Linked DNA regions of Mus musculus: region 2 is linked to region 1. A link is a contact called in public Hi-C data. All regions are on one chromosome and are shown on one strand. Each heading gives the region's core, a stretch centred on a gene start, on an enhancer-like site or on the middle of the called end of the contact. The rest is flanking DNA. Distances are from core to core; before and after follow the strand shown. Region 1 has its middle 18 kb from the start of Gm46743. Region 2 has its middle 10 kb from the start of Gm39831.

Region 1 (2,740 bases), core at 130-2,629:
CCAACAGCTCATTACATTCTTTTAAGATCACAGATCTGTCCTTGGACCCTAAGTTCCTCACGTCCGAGTTGGCATGGGCCATCACCAAGGTTTCTTATGTTTTGTTATTATGTGAGCTGGCATTCGGGCAGGGGTTACTACAAAGTCTGGTTGTTGTTTCTAAACACCATGGTCTAAACATGCGCTCCTCTCAGGTCTTTTATTTCCTGTACAAGCAACCCTTCTCCCTAAGCTGCACCCACAGGCCCCACGAATTGATTTCCACCTTGAGGGTGTCTATAACTTTGGCATAAGTTTGTTTTAAATAGGTCTGACTCAGTTAATGGCCAGGGGCGCTGCCCATCACTTCTATGGGTTCCTAGGCCCCTCCTTGACCCCTAGGCTGCTCCAGGAAGTATTTTTCAGGCCAGGCGTCTCTCCTCGTGTGCTTTAGACTATTTTCAGTCCTGCATCAATGGGGAAACAGCTTCTTCCACCGTCCTGAATAGTCTCACCAAGCAACCCCACCCAACAGTCCTGGGCACTGCAGACTAATCAGGGCGGGCAGCTCACGTTTGGAGAACCTGCAGCCCTCCTCTATCTGCCTTTCTTGTACTTTCTTTCATCCTTTCCCAGTTCTCAGGAAGCAATAAAAACAAACACTTCCTCTGATGTAGTTTCATATCAAATCTTTCCCCACCCACAACAGCCTTCCCTTCCTGGGAGGAGTCCCAGGGCGTAGGTTTTCTCCTGCTCAGTACTCTCTGGGTTTGGAATGCCACCCAAGTGCTAAGTTCAGGGCGACTTTGATCTAACCTGCTAGGGTTTGTGAAAAGCTCGGATGTCTATTTTTACTCTCGTGACCTATATTTGGTTTTTAACGAATGGTGGCTTCCCACCATGACGACTTATTACGGGTTCTCTTTTTGTCACACACTCTTTCTGCCTTCTCCGTCCTGGCTGTTTTCGGGTTGGAACTTCCTGCAGATGACCACTAGAGGGCAGATGATTTCCAGTTTACAAGATACCTTCCACAGCCAGTTTTCTGGAGCTTTGCTGACTACCAGGGCCGGTTTTTTTTTTTTTTTTTTTTTTTTTGTTTATTTGTTTGTTTTCCTTCAGAAGCGAGAGCAAAACACTTGAAGTTCTTTGGGTGCAGCTAAGACGTTTTCTACAGCGTTCATCTATGAAGTCCTGGCTGTGAGCAGCAGACATTCTGGCCAGTAGAGAGAAAACCGTGGTTTCTCTGTGTTCCTACCCAGGGGAAGAAAGCTGTGCCAGAGTGGTGTTCTTTCTAGGTTTGCTAAAAAGCATATACGTGTACCCTGCGTGTATCTACTCGGGTCTCACAGTAAGATGGCAATGCTTCCTGAGGCCTCTCCCACTATACCCAGGCTTCCTGCCAACATAGTACGCTCACGTGGTCAACCTGGATGTGTGCCAAGGCAAAGTTGATGAGCCATGAGGGAGGTAGAGAGATGGAGTGGCATGGGAATATATCTTCGTTGAAGTTCCTTGGAGCACTGTGGGGACTCTGATCTCAGACATGGGGAAGCGTGGGTGCTATTTCCTAGTCAGAAGACACGGGTAGCTATGACGCTGAAGAATTAAGTAGACTAGAAACAAATGGATATAGGCCCATCAGCCCAAGGTCAAAATTAGGAGGCTGACTTTTAAGGTAGCAGGTCGAAAGGTCAACGGGAGGTCAAGGGTACATCTCAGCAGGGGGGTGTTGCCTACACTCTGGGAGGCTCTCAGTTCCATCCCCAACACTGGAAAGAAAGAAAAAATGAAGTCAGTAGGAAGTAGAAAAAGAAACTTCAAAGGAGAACCTTCTGCTATGGATAAAAAGTCTGAACTGAGATGCTAAAGATAGTAAATTGATAGATAGCGCGGCAGTTAAATGTGACTCAGCTCTGGCCTTCCTAATCCTGCGGCCTTGGATAGGAGGCAGGGTCTTCTCTGGGGTCCAGTTTTCTCGGCTCTAATGGTGCAGCTTCCAGGTCCGAGGCTATTGGAAAGATTTCACACGATGACACACATTAAAGGGGGCCGTTTCCCTTTCTTCATTTGCTCATTCAAAAGACATATTTCCTAATGCCTGTATTGGTTAGATATGTGTAACTTCAATATTGGTTAGATATGTGTACCTTCAAGAGACAGAAAACATGATGTAACCAAACAATATTGAAAAGGATATTGACTCTGAGAGAGATATTATCACTATGAGGTAACAACACCACCATGACACAGGTAGGATCGTGAATGTCACCTCTCTCCAGGAGTCGGGGGGGGGGGGGGGCGGTGCTAGGAATGAGTGGTGCGGTCTTGGTGAGGTCACCAGGGACTTAAGCGCTCTCCATACCTTGGCTCTCTCATCCTCATCAGGTTGACGTTTATTCCTACACCCCTGGTACTATGGCCACTTGGGCCACGTGCGTACTCCCAAGTTTCCAGCAACTCTAGACTTTTTATGTCCTAGAGTCGCGGCAGTAGATCTTCAACATGGCCAATATCAGTGCCTTGGAAAGTAAATATCCCTGGGGTAAGAAGTTTCCTGGAAAGCCTCAGGCACGGCTCTGACCTCAGAGGAGCGGGAGGCATAGAGTAGGTGCTATATATTCTAGGGATTTGATACAATTGATGATTCACTGTAAGACATCTGCCCTGTAATCTTTTGGAGTTCTTGATACCAGAGAGAAACCGGGGCTCAGTTAGGTTAACTAAATAAGGGATGGCTTTTGAGCAGGCAATATGAGTG
Region 2 (2,700 bases), core at 167-2,666, 84 kb before region 1:
GCTAGGATTACAGGCATGTCCCACCATACCCAGTTTATGTGGTGCTGGGAACAGAGCCCAGGGTTTTGTTCCTGAGAGTCAGCAAGCACACACGGAAGTTACATCACCAGCTTCAGAAATGTTCGTTTACAGCATCCTACAGTCTCTTCTTCACACTCCCCATCTCCTCTTAGCACCCCCCACTCCCCTCCCCCCACTCTAACCCCACCCCACCCCCACCCCTCCTCCAGCCAGGCAAAGCCCAGCACTGGCTTAGCTGTGTTCTAAATCCACCTGAGGTATGTGTGCTCACTGTTTGGTATAAAGTACAGCCTTTCTCAACCCCTTCAGCCCTGCAGGCTCCCCTGAGGCCTCTGGTGACACCCTGTAAGCCTTGGTCACTTTGTTACTGCCTCCCCACCCCCATGGTGGTGCTTGGATTTTTAGGCCCGATCTCTCAGCTTATTTCCATTTCTTCGGAGGCCTGTGGGGAATTCTGAAACTCTTTTTGGGGGGGGGGGGGATTTGAACTCTTAAGGCCTCCCTCAAACTCTGAGAGCCTCAAGGGAAGAGATTGGCCCAGGCGTGCTTGCTGTAGGACTGACCCACTGCGGTTGCTGTTATCCGAATGCAGGCCCCGAAGGAGCATTGGCCCCTGGGTGGGGGCATTGGTCATGAGTGGCACTGGTCACTGTTCTCTGTGATTGGTTCCTGTTTCTCTTCTCAGCTGTCCCACACACAGCGCACACAGGTTTTCCTCCAGGGAACACTGCTGCTGTGTCTTGCAGAATTCCTTCTCCTGCAGCCTCTGACTGAGCAGGCTGCTGGAATTCAACAGGCCTTCACCTTTTAAGAGTCCTTAAAAGTCTCTTATTGTCGAAAGCCGGGGTTTCAAAACCTTGCTCCTGCTTTGTCTTCTATAAAGGCCTGTTTTGTACCCCACGTCCAAACAATGACTCTTGTTCTGAACGGTATCTCAGCTTCCCCTGAATCGAGCTGCAGTGGGTTAAAAAATAAAAAAAATTCTGGGCTGGATAAGGGAAGGAAGAGCTGGACATGGTAGCACACACCTGGAATCCAGCATTTCAGAGGCTGAGGGAACGGGCTCACAAGTTCTCGGACAGCCTGGGATACGTGGAGAGACCCTGTCAACACAGCCGCCGCCGCTGCCGCCGCCACCCACCACTACCAAATCCCTGCGGTTATTTAGAAAAATAAGTGAGCACCACCTCTCACTTCCCTAATCTGACACCTCAGTCACGGGCTGACAGCTCTCATTTGGTTTGTCACTATGTGAAACAGCATTTAACCGGTTGCCAGAGCCTTTAATGGGACGATTTTTATCTAAAAAGCTGTATTTCTGTCGGTTCTTAAAGCTTGGTCGGTGGCAGTCACCAAGATCCATGTTGGCTAACGCTCTCCCTAGTTTGCTGGTGCCCTCTGCTGGTCGTTTTACAGATAGCCGCTGGGTTCAGTGGTATCTGGGGGAACTTTACAGGAGTCTGTCATTACTGTCCTTCCTCTTACAAGCTATCCCTGAACTCCCTTTCTTTAGCCTCCCACTCTCTCTGACACCAACTCGCTTCTCGCTCACAAGATGGTCAGTCTCTCTGAGAAAACTGACCATCTGTTATTGATGGTCTGTCTACTCTCCAGTCTCCACACTTCTATCTAAATGTATGGAACCCTCTTTCCCCCCACCTTTTAGTCAAAGGAACCTTTTCAGTCACACTACTTAAACACCCTTTATAAAATATAATTACAAAAAATTATATTGTTTCAAATCATTTAACAAAAGTGAAAAATGTCACTCCATTGGACGGAGCACAGGGTCCCCAATGAAGGAGCTGAAGGGGTTTGCAGACAACAATATGAACCAACCAGTACCCCCAGAGCTCCCAGGGACTAAACTACCAACCAAAGAGTACACATGGTGGGACTCATGGCTCTAGCTGCATATCTAGCAGAGGATGGCCTAGTCAGTCATCAATGGGAGGAGAGACCCTTGGTCCTGTGAAGGCTCTATGCCCCAGTGTAGGGGGATGCTGGGGCCAGGAAGTGGGAGTGGGCCGGTTGGTGAGCAGGAGAAGAGGGGGGAGAGCGAATGAAGGGAGGGGGTTTTTGGAGGGAGACCAGGAAAGGGGATAACATTTGAAATGTTGATACCATACTGTCCCAAAGCACTATTCAATCACTGCTAAATATTTCATAGATACATCCCTTGACTGTTTCCACACAGACACCCACTGAACAGATTTTTGCACATACATTTTAATTATGTTTTCCCAAAATCACTCTTGCATGCCATTGTATGCTTTTTCTTTTTTTTCTGAATGGTGATTATGAGTGCTTTAAAAAAAAACAACAACACTGTAGTTCAAGTGTTCCAAGATTAATTTATTAAAAACCTTTTAAAAATCGGAGAGAAAACGGAGATGGTGTCCATTACCAGCACCTGACCTGTAGTGTCTGAGAGACCTCGGTCCGTATTGAAGCTTGAGGTTCATGTGGATGTCTGAGGCCCTTGCTACTGCAGAGGCCAGGCAGACTTCCATAGTCTGTGCTGCTGCAGGATGTCATAGAGTGTCTGTGGTTAGGTGGCCATCAGAGGCCAGGTTGATGTGAGTGGCCTGTGCAGCCACTTGGGGCCACGTTGATGTCTGTGTTGGTGAGGGGCTGAGCTGTCTGGGTCCATGGTCCCGCTGCCGTAGGGGCTGTTGT

What was found. Hi-C and Micro-C count contacts between places; a contact is called where the count stands out from the background.
Region 2: a Hi-C map of cerebellar granule neurons shows a contact between it and region 1, with 4 times the contacts expected there. The contact joins two enhancer-like sites. A contact is called at or near these places in 14 of 484 Hi-C or Micro-C datasets (CD4 T cells, CD8 T cells, the P5424 cell line and 8 more) and 3 of 115 datasets of contacts at active chromatin or transcription factors (CD8 T cells, embryonic stem cells and regulatory T cells).

The regions. Positions count from the first base shown.
Region 1 is chr2:59,436,815-59,439,554 of GRCm38.p6, reverse strand. No RefSeq gene overlaps it. Among named protein-coding and RNA genes, the nearest start is that of Gm46743, 18 kb to the right of the region's middle. Within about 2 kb of position 1,379, at least 148 of the 459 cell types and tissues checked have an H3K27ac peak or open chromatin away from gene starts, as enhancers often do. A contact at or near this core is called in the P5424 cell line, cerebellar granule neurons and cerebral cortex, where this site is marked.
Region 2 is chr2:59,521,002-59,523,701 of GRCm38.p6, reverse strand. No RefSeq gene overlaps it. Among named protein-coding and RNA genes, the nearest start is that of Gm39831, 10 kb to the right of the region's middle. Within about 2 kb of position 1,416, at least 63 of the 459 cell types and tissues checked have an H3K27ac peak or open chromatin away from gene starts, as enhancers often do. A contact at or near this core is called in the P5424 cell line, cerebellar granule neurons and cerebral cortex, where this site is marked.